Linked DNA regions of Pangasianodon hypophthalmus: region 2 is linked to region 1. A link is a contact called in public Hi-C data. All regions are on one chromosome and are shown on one strand. Each heading gives the region's core, a stretch centred on a gene start, on an enhancer-like site or on the middle of the called end of the contact. The rest is flanking DNA. Distances are from core to core; before and after follow the strand shown.

The links. A called contact is a pair of places that touch in the nucleus more often than the background predicts.
Region 2: a Hi-C map of liver and muscle shows a contact between it and region 1, with 11 times the contacts expected there. The contact joins the promoter of LOC113524832 here to the promoter of LOC113524822 in region 1. A contact is called at or near these places in 2 of 3 Hi-C or Micro-C datasets (liver and muscle and muscle).

The regions. Positions count from the first base shown.
Region 1 is chr19:21,473,219-21,478,431 of fPanHyp1.pri, reverse strand. It overlaps LOC113524822 (NACHT, LRR and PYD domains-containing protein 12-like), which reads left to right and starts at 2,849. Exons shown (of 11, transcript XM_053242080.1): 1 at 2,849-2,965.
Region 2 is chr19:21,713,651-21,718,863 of fPanHyp1.pri, reverse strand. LOC113524832 (NLR family CARD domain-containing protein 3-like) reads right to left here and starts at 2,895. Exons shown (of 13, transcript XM_034313611.2): 1 at 2,773-2,895; 2 at 1,524-1,591; 3 at 1,152-1,265. The coding sequence starts at 1,564.

The DNA.
Region 1 (5,213 bases), core at 1,600-4,099:
GATTCTTTTGATTCTGTTCATCAAAAAGATTCGTTTACTGATTCGTTCAGTGACTATTTCTGTAAGTTGCGTCATTTCACCAGTAGGTGGAGCCAGTGAGTATATATTTTTAAAGATATGAGTTTCATTGTTTCATTCACTCAATACATTCATTTAAAAACGCAAAGTTTTCAAGAGACAAGTTTTAGTATTATGATTTATTAAAACTGGCATGTCCAGTCCACAAAGAGAAGGTCTGGTGAATTTATTTTCAAGAAAGACAGTTCAGTCAGTACAGGCTAGTTTTGAGAGAGTGGTCATGAATGATATTATGAATGTAATTTAAAAAAAATTACATACCTCTATGAAGTAGTTTTCAGTGCTACAATAATAAAAAAAAATTGTCCCTCAGTGTGAGTAAGACAAAGGAGGTTGTGATAGACTTCAGGAGAAACTCTGTTGACCACCCCCCAATGACCATCGACGGCTCGGCCGTGGAGAGAGTCAGCAGCACTAAATTCCTGGGGGTGCACATTATAGAGGATCTCACCTGGACCACCAACATCACGTCACTCAACAAGAAGGCCCAACAGCGCCTCCACTTTCTCCGCCGGCTGAAAAGAGCAAGTCTCCCTCCACCCATCCTCAGCACTTTCTACAGGGGCACCACTGAGAGTGTGCTGACCAGCTGCCCCTCTCCCCTCCATCCTGGGCATTTTCCTTGCACGATGCTCCAGCAAGGCTACCAGCGTCGTGAAGGACCCTACCCATCCCTCCCACAATCTCTTCCAGCTCCTGCCATCAGGTGGAAGGTACCGGAGTATCAAAGCTCGCTCTGTCAGATTGCTCAACAGCTTTTTCCCCCAGGCTGTGAGAGCCCTCAACTCCAATCTCCCTGTCCCTCTCTGAAACCTCATCCACAACCCTACCTCCTGAAACCATGAACACCTCACCCCCTCCCCCAACTCATGAAAAACTGACAATCTGTTTAAAGTGCAATTGTGAGTGTGCTACACACAGGTGAGTGGGCTATACAAACCACCTGTAGTAACACACTCTTTTCTCTGAATGTACACTGAACACTTTTTATAGACATTCCCTCACACAAAGACTCAATTTGACAATATATGTTTACTTGTGCATTGCACTACAAATCATCTTGCACTATGCGCTGCTTCCCCCAAAATATCTCTTTTGCACAATTTCATTTATAGTATGTATATATGTATGGTCATCTTAATTGTTTTTCTTATACTTCTATTGTTGTATGTTCATATTTATGTTTAACTTTTTTATGCTACACACTTTTCAAATGCACTGTTCCTCCTCTTTCTCTTCATGTTGAAAGGGTGGAGAACTGAACGAACGACATGCATGTATCGGCCGAGCCGATATCAGTGAGTCAGCAGATCCTCGTTCGTTCAGCTAGTTCATTCATTTTGTTCACGAACTGCAAGTACCAGTTCGCTCAGAATCAGAAGGTCTTCCACTCTCGTTGAGACTCAGAGGAAGAGCCGTATTCATTCAATACGTCTAACCAGTGACCTTCTCCTTCACATCCTTCACTATAATGCAGGTTTTAAAATGCAGGGAAAAGCTGCAAAGCAGTCGCACATTTCACACGGGCATGTTTTTTTTTTTCCATTGCCACACCTCTACCCCCTGTTCAGAACATTTTCCATTCATGCAGCATCTGCAAGGGTGTACAATCTCAGTCACCGGGTCACACTCAATAACTGAACAGACGTATTGCCTTGTTTACAGCCTGATGGAACTCCTGATGTAACATGGCCAAGTATTTAGGAAATCACAATCTAAATACCATCAAAAAGTTGGGTTCCAAATAGGCAACAATAAAATACAGCTTTTTACAACAGTCATATCATAGTTTATTTATTTTATTTAGTAAAATGAAACATTTTTAAACCATGGTCTATTTTGGTACATGTCTGTCCTTTCATTCAATTGAGTAGTCACTGGTGTGCACTGCTTACATTTTGGAATATTCAGACTTTAATTGAATTAGTAAAAAAAAAAAAACAGGAAATTTACCCTATTTTACACACACACACAGTGGTGCTTGAAAGTTTAGGCCATAAATATGGCCTAACTAAAAATCAAGCAAGCAACACTTACCAGCTACTGTTTGCCTTATCGCGACTAATCGACTAAGTGACTAATCGCTTTTGCTCTATTGAGCTCTCCCTATACAAGTGATTTTAATTAATTATGCTTTACATTTTATTCAGCACACAGTGTTGTTATAAGTTATAAGCGTAAGTTAATTGGTAGAAGTAGCTATTAAAAGCCAAAAGCTTTTCCTCATTTTTATAACTAATACTATTTCACTAGCTGTTAGAAATAGTGAATAGCATTTGATAAAATTTAATAATCACTGCATATAATCACTGACAGCAGTGATGGGCACGCTCTTGTGAAACTCACTGGTAGTTTGGCTTCAGTAAAAGAACATTTTATAAACACAAATACGTTTATAAAACTATGTTTTATAAGTTCTGATGTTGTTATCTTGGGCAGATCATGCAGTAGCAACCTGTCTGCAGGATGTTAGCCAGGGGAGGGGTTTGTTTGTTATTAGACCTGCTTGATGTCATTTACCAAATGTTTACTGAATGTAAATAAAGTTCCCACAATATAACTTTTTTTGCACCTTCTGTATTTATGGTTATCTGTGAATGTTTCCCTCTGGATCAGTAAAGTTTCTATCTATCTATCTATCTATCTATCTATCTATTGTAAATCATGAGAAAGTCAGCAGGTGTGTTCTTTATAAACCTGGGAGTCTCCATGCACACTTTCTGTTTCTTTCCCAACACTAGACTGTGTAACAGTGTGTGTGTGTGAGTGAGAGAGAGAGAGCGATCTACTTTCCATTTTATACTCCACTCTCTGGAAGGTAAAACAGATCAAACCGGTTTACTTGGCAGTGCCACTTTTGTAACTAAAGTTTGCTGGATGCCACACAGTAAGTAAATTTACATTTGTATAGAAATATATAACTTAGGTATAAAAGCTGTATATAAATATAAAAATGTTGTAACTCCTCACTAGATGAGGACTAAATTAAACAATTTACTTTGTAATTCGATAGCATGATTTTAAGTGAACTGTTTAATGATACAGAGTCAGATTGTATGTTTTAGTTTTGTGTTGTCTGACAGTCTTTACAGAGTTTACACTCAGCGTCACAATACAGCTTGATTTAAAGAAGTGTTAACACATATGACACTATAATGAACACTTTAACATGACTGTAACACACAAGGAAGTTGGGTTACTAATTACTGCAACTAGTCTTTTCTCCAAACACAATGTAGTGGGCATTTCACCAAAAATTCATTACCACAGAACTGTAAAGAAAAGAAAACTGTAAAGAAAAATGTTCTCATTAAGTGTTAGCATTTTGACTCATCCTGTATAACTACAATACAGCAGTGTTACAAATGTTTAAATGCCTTTTAAATCACTTTTCCCGAAAATTAATCAATCTCTTAATAGTAATACCATCACACTATATTAAACTGACACAGAGTCACTATTAACAGTACACTTTCCTAAGAGGAGTGCGTTTTTAAACATAAACTCTTTCAAGTAGCTAAACAATCTATCACTAGTTTGCCTGAGGATTGCTGAAGATTAAATAAAAGTTTGGGAAATTTTGTTTTAATGCTAGCCACTGTTCAAGTGGAATGGGTTATATAAAATCTATGATAGAAGTGCTTTTCTCACTTAACGGATGTCTAACGGAAGTGCTGAGCTGAATGTATTTGGAAGGGTGGTGTATGTTTACAGCAATTCAAAACAGACATTTGTGACGTGTTGAAACAGGTTTGTCTAGAAATGTCAATAAACAAAAGAAGTCACATGATTTCATGTAAAGGCGTTATGAAAACACAGATAATTTCTTCACATCATTATCTTCCCAACAATTAAAATGCATTACTGTATTAATTACATGAAAGCTTGAATTTACTGTACACTGCTTCAAAAAGATCACATATGAGAAATACAGTGAATTTTTTGCCTGATATTTTGAATTTTGCCATTGAAAAAAATTATGAAGTCATCGTTTGCTACATAATGATTGTGTGCATGATTCTGTTGTGGTCTTATTCCCAGTTAATTTTGCTACAGTATTAAATAAGAATCAAGGATTATTTTTGTTATCCTTTATTAGGGTGGAGCGATACACTGATCTAGCAGCACTAAGAGATTTTCTATAGTTTTCTGTAGAAGGCTCTCCTTCCATGCTGTTTGCAATACTACAAACTTAATTTGACCCCATTTACATTCTAATTTTCGAGTGGTCTGTTTTAAAGTGTGTGATTGTTATGCCAGGGTGCTAGTTTTTCTCTCTGTTTATCTTTGTTTTAAGTGGAATGTTGATTCTAAGCATTCAGTTGCCTCATCAAGTTCTTCAGGATCAGATGGTGATCCAATCATAGCTGATAACTCTGGGAGATTATTGCTAAAATTCTGTGCAGTAGCTGATGTGAAAGAATGAAAATAAATGAAAATATGAATGAAAAAATGAAAATACAGCAGAAGGGACAGTGAAAATTACAACAAATGAAAACGATTAAATGATAACGAAATGAAACAAATTATTGACGAAAAATGAAGAAACAGTATAGTTTAAATGCCAACACAGGCAAGAAACTCCTGGCAAACGATGCGGAAACAGGAACTATGTCACCATCCCACCCAGTAATAAAATACTCCATCTTGGAAAAGGCAGTCACAGTGATGATTATTGTTTTACTATATTTCTTTTATTAATTTTTTTCCAAAGCACAGAAAGATTTTTTGCTTAAACAAGAATTATCTGGCTACACTGGGAGCTTACAGGCTTCAGGCATGATTCTTTCCTCTCAGTTTTCCAACCTCATAACACACTAGTACAGTAGATCACGTCAATGCTGGAATCAGCATTGCTTCACACAGAACAGCCTACAAACCCGGCCGCCGAAGGCTACAACATCCAACAGCCATCATGAACTCTATCACTTTCACATTCACTTTCCTACTGATTGAACACACCTGGACTCATTCACACAATCACTGCCAGCAATACATAAGGAAATTCATTCCACCGCATTGTGAAGTATATGCTCTGTGTCTAATACTTGCGATACTTATCATTATTATCTTGCTATAGTGATTTCTGCTTACAATTTTTGCTCTGGTTTATTGGTTTATTTGTTTGTCGTTTG
Region 2 (5,213 bases), core at 1,646-4,145, 240 kb before region 1:
GATCCTGTTTTCCATTAGGATGAATCTGCATTTTTATCAGTTCATCTCCCACTCAATTCTCAATTCGAGAATCTCGAACCCATGATGCTGCCATCACCGAGCTTTACTGTAAAGATGGGATTGTCCAGGTAATGAGCATTGCCAGGTTTCCTCCTAAACTGCTCGTATTTAGGTAAAAGACTTAAATCCAGGTTCTTGACCACCTTCCACACTAAAACCCTGTTTGCTCAGTTTGGTTGAGCTCCAGCTCTAGGCAGAGGTGAGTCTCAGTTCCCTAGTTAGGGAGCTGATCAGGGAGGCAGCCATTTTAAGGGCTGTCTTAATAGTAAAATCCTTCCAGTGCACTGGAACGTTCGCTCCCTAAAAAATCCCACAATGCACCGCAAAAAAACAGGCAGCATCGATGCTCACTACGTTCCCTTACTGGAAATGACGTCATATTTTCTGAAGACTCTCAGCTCGAAAAAAATGGTGGACGAACTCTCAGCCAACTTCGTCTACAAACGTAAGTAGCTTGTTATCATTGTTGTGGCTCTCAGATGATTACTTACGTTAGCGATTTTTAACTTTATTTGACGTTCTGTATACAGTGTGTTTGAGTCTAATGACTTTTAAGTCTTTAATGATTTTAAAAAACTAGCGAGCCTACGATCCTGCTTGAAGCACCGTGACAGAAACGCATGTGATTAAGTGACCAAATTTATATGACACGTTTTTATATGTTATATGTAATTTATATGTTATCATAAGTATATATTATTATATAATGTCAGAAAGCTACTGGTCCTGCCTGTTGGTGATAAACGCCAGTGGTGATGTTTTCTGTGGTTCTGAACGCCTTCCATTTAAGTTTGTTGGAGGCCTCTGTGTTCTTCAGGTACTTCAAAGCTGCAGAAATGTTTAAGTTTCCTTCCCTAGATCTGTGCCTCAACACTGTTGTGTCTCTGAGCTTTAGGACAATTCTGTAACCTCATGGCTTGTGTTTTGCTCAGACATACACCATCAGCTGCATCACCAAGTTTCAGGAAAATTTTAAAGATAGCCAGCAGAAACCGATCCACTGGAATTCAATTTTAGTGGCATACTAAAGGCTCTGAATAGTTAAATGTGTTATTCAGGTTATTTAGGATTATTTTCTCAATCATCTTTACCTTGGATCAGTAGAACAGTCTTGCTCTTTAAATTTATATGGATGTCCCATTGACTGGTCACTCTTCAGGGACACACAGCTGGGTTCTGGTGAGTCTGATCTCTCCTCCATCAGACTAAAACACACAGAGACACTGTGTAAGTTCCTCTCAAAGTAGTTTTTTGTTATTTATTATTACATAGTCCTTTCACTTCGTCACTTAGGGAGTGATTAAACTCTCCCCAGATCATTAATATCTGCTGGTATTGAACATCTTGAGCTGAAGCTCAGTTTTTCTGATCACTGAGTTTCTCTGTTCATTAGTCACATTTAATAAATACACATCTGTGAGTCTTTCATTGTTGCTGAATACAACAATAATTTTGTCTCTCACCTCTCATCTTTCTTTGTGTTTTGTTCTTCAGAGAGACTCATTTTGGAAGTCCTGTGTTCATATCACAGCTGCAAACACACACACACACACAGACACACACAGCATGACAAGTAATGTATGTAAAAAGACATTTGAGCCATTAGGAGTAAAGAAAACAATCTATCAGAATGTAATAGGATTCTTCATTCTTCTTTCAGGTAAACAGGTAAACAGGTCACAGCTATACTTACATGAGATGGAAGGGTTCTTTGGGGAACAAGTGTTTATACTGAGATCACATGACACACAGATCGACTCCATTCAACTAATTATGTGACTTCTGATGGTAACTGGTTTTACTGAAAATGTGGGTGAATACTTATTCATTCATCATTATTTGTAATTAATAATTATTTGTATTAATTGTATTTGTATTTCTACACTACATTACACTTATTTTCATATGAACTTGTCAGATTTTTGGGACGTTTTGGGAATGATGAGATAATACTGTATGACATTGTATGTGATTCATGGCGCCACCTACAGGTGTGACTAACTTTCAGAGCATCTTTCAGAGCAATACAGAGAGATGACCGATAGTGAACACCTTCTTCTACAACCCACCTCCTATAAACATGTGCCAAAAGTCAGAAGCAAAAGAAAAATCCACAAATAGAAAAATAATTTTGATTTGATTTTCATTGCTTGCATTTTCAATACATTTCTTACATTTTGATCATTAATATTTTGATAATAGATTTTACTTGAAACATCTGGCACAAAATTAACTCCATAAAAACCCACTAAACTGTTCATCTAGTGTGAACACATAATACACTGTATTCTAGCTTTATATTTATATTTTGACCCTGGAGCTGAACTTCACTTCCTGTTTATATGTAGCTTTATCTCGATAAAGAATGAGGCATTAGCGCTCTAACTGATGTTTACAGGTTTGAAGGTGAATTGAGGTGAAGCTTTAATATTTTATTCAACAACTAGCCTGTAGTGTGTTCACTATTATGGTAATGAATCTAATAAAACACATGGTTATGTGTGTAACACAGAGAGAACACTCTTCCTGTCTCTGTGTGGTTATATAACCCTGTGTGATGGCGCAGTTCACTTACACAGAAATATCAGCTTAAAAAGCCAGAAAATAAACTGTATACATTAACACTTCATTAAAATACAGCAACACTGTACTCCATATCGTATACATGTATAACATTAATGTTATTATAGCGTTAGATTTCAGTATACGTACTGTTTTTCTCCCCAACTACTTCGTCTTGAAATGGCGCCGCTGAGTTTCACTTTCACTAAACCGGTGACCTGCTCTAACCGCCACACCTGCTGAGACACCTGCTGGCCACAGGGTGTAACTGCACCAGAAAAAAACAACAACTCGGCGTCAACGATTAAAAGTTACTTGGCATTAGTGATGCCAGTTAACAACTCGACTTTCATTGACATTACTTTAGGATTTAAATCATCCAAATCAAATCCTATTTTTTTTTGTAGTTTTCCCCATTTTCTTCCCATTTTTTCACTTGACAATTCTCAGCCATTTCTCCCTTATCATTCAACAGCTACCAACATGGGAGGATAAAGGCCAACATGAGCTTCCTCTGAGACACGTGAAGCCATACAACAGCATCTTACTGCTTCTGGGTCACAGTGCAGCACAACACACCTGAGGGAAGCACCATCCGCTCTCTTACACATACATGATGCTTACACTACTATAGTAACAGCTCATTCATTTATAACAAACTAAATTAAAAATGTATCATTCACGTGATGAAGTTTTCCAAAGTTTTCTGACATCTTCAGGACAGAGGAGTTTACGCTTTGTGGTTTCTCTGTAACATGACATGCTGCATTTTTTGTCTTATTAACTGCAAGAGAGGCCGGTGAGGGAACGACTGATTATAGCTGAGAGAGAGCTATAAGTGAGAACAGGAACTAACTTATTTACTGATGTTGCACAACATTAAATGTACCTATAGATTATAATATTGTAACTATACAACTATACAGCTTTAATGGGTTATTTATATAATCCTGATCTCCTGATGACAGAGGGAACGATTTAAATTGTAAATAAACACTAAACAACCAAATTATTAGGAACTTCATTCTCAAGCTAGGTAAACTGTCTTGTGAGATGCTTTTCTGCTCATAACTGTTGTAAAGAGTGGTTATTTGAGTTACTGTAGCCTTCCTGTCAGCTTGAACCAGTGTGTCATTCTCCTTTGACCTCTCTCATCAACAAAGTGTTTACACACTCACAGAACTGCACACACTGGGGTTTTTTTTTTTGGTTATCTGTGAAAATCCCAGGAGAAAAAAATCTCAGCAGTTTCTGTATTACTCAAACCAGCCCATCAGGCACCAACAGTCATGCCACTTAGACAACTTTTTCTCCAGTCTGATATATGATCTTAATATTAACTGCTTCTAATTAATTGGTCAGTGAATGTACCTTTATTGATTTTACCTTATATTGTCTATGATCTGTCTCTATACACTATATGGCCAAAAGTATGTGCTTCTTCCCCAAACTGTTGCCACAAAGTCAGAAGCACACAGTTGTACAGAATGTCTCTGTGTGCTGTAGCATTACAATTTCCCTTCACCGGAACTAAGAGGCCCAAACCTGTTCCAGCATGACAATGCCCCTGTGCACAAAGCGAGCTCCATGAAGACATGGTTGGAATGGAACTCAAATCCCCACAGCCATGTTCCAAAATCTAGTGGAAAGTCTTCCCAGAAGAGTGGAGCTTATTTTAACAGCAAAGAGGGAATAAATCTGGATATGGGATGTTCAACAAGCACATGTAGGTGTGATGGTCAGGTGTCCACAAACTTTTGGCCATATAGTGTAATTATATTTATAATTATTATTTACTTTTCTTGATTATAAAATAATTATGAATCAGCACCATTAAGCAGACATATTCCTCTTCTGGTTTGAAGCTTTTTGTTTCACACCTCCACCTGATATTCAAGTCCATCCCGAGATCCCCTGAGATCCCTTGATAGACAGACAGACAGACAGACAGAGAGAGCTCTTTATTGATCCCTGAGGGAAACTGTTTTATTGCAGCAGTACAATAAAAAACAGAAATTAAAAGGACACAGACTATGCACAGAGAACACAAATTACAGTACCCATACTTAATAAACTAAAGTAAGTAAGAATAAAATAAGATGCAAGTAGCAACAAAAGTAGGCGAAGTAGTTGTAGTGCAGGTAACAATCATTAGAATGCGTCCATGAGAAAAAGAATAAATAATAAATACAGTGTGGCAGAATGTGAGAAGAAAAGTTGTTACTGCACAGATAACACAGAGTGGATGAGTTGTACAGTCTGGAGCTGAAAGTGCTCTGCTGCATGATTAGTTGTTCATGGAGGGAGTGAGTGTCATTGGTTATGACCAGAAGTTTAGCCAGCATTCTGTGCTGCAAAGCTGATTCCAGTGAGTCTACATTAGTCACACTGACCTGTCCAGCAAATAAAAACTGTTTCTTAGCCATGTAGTTCATGTCATGGTCTAAACAGGCTGTGTCACTGCTGGGACTTCCTTCATGATCCACTGTTGTGAACACCAAGGAATTTGAAGGTGTTCACCCTCTCCACCTCAGTCTCCCCTATGTGTAATGGTACATGCTGTTCCGTCCTTTTTTGTATGTTGACAATCA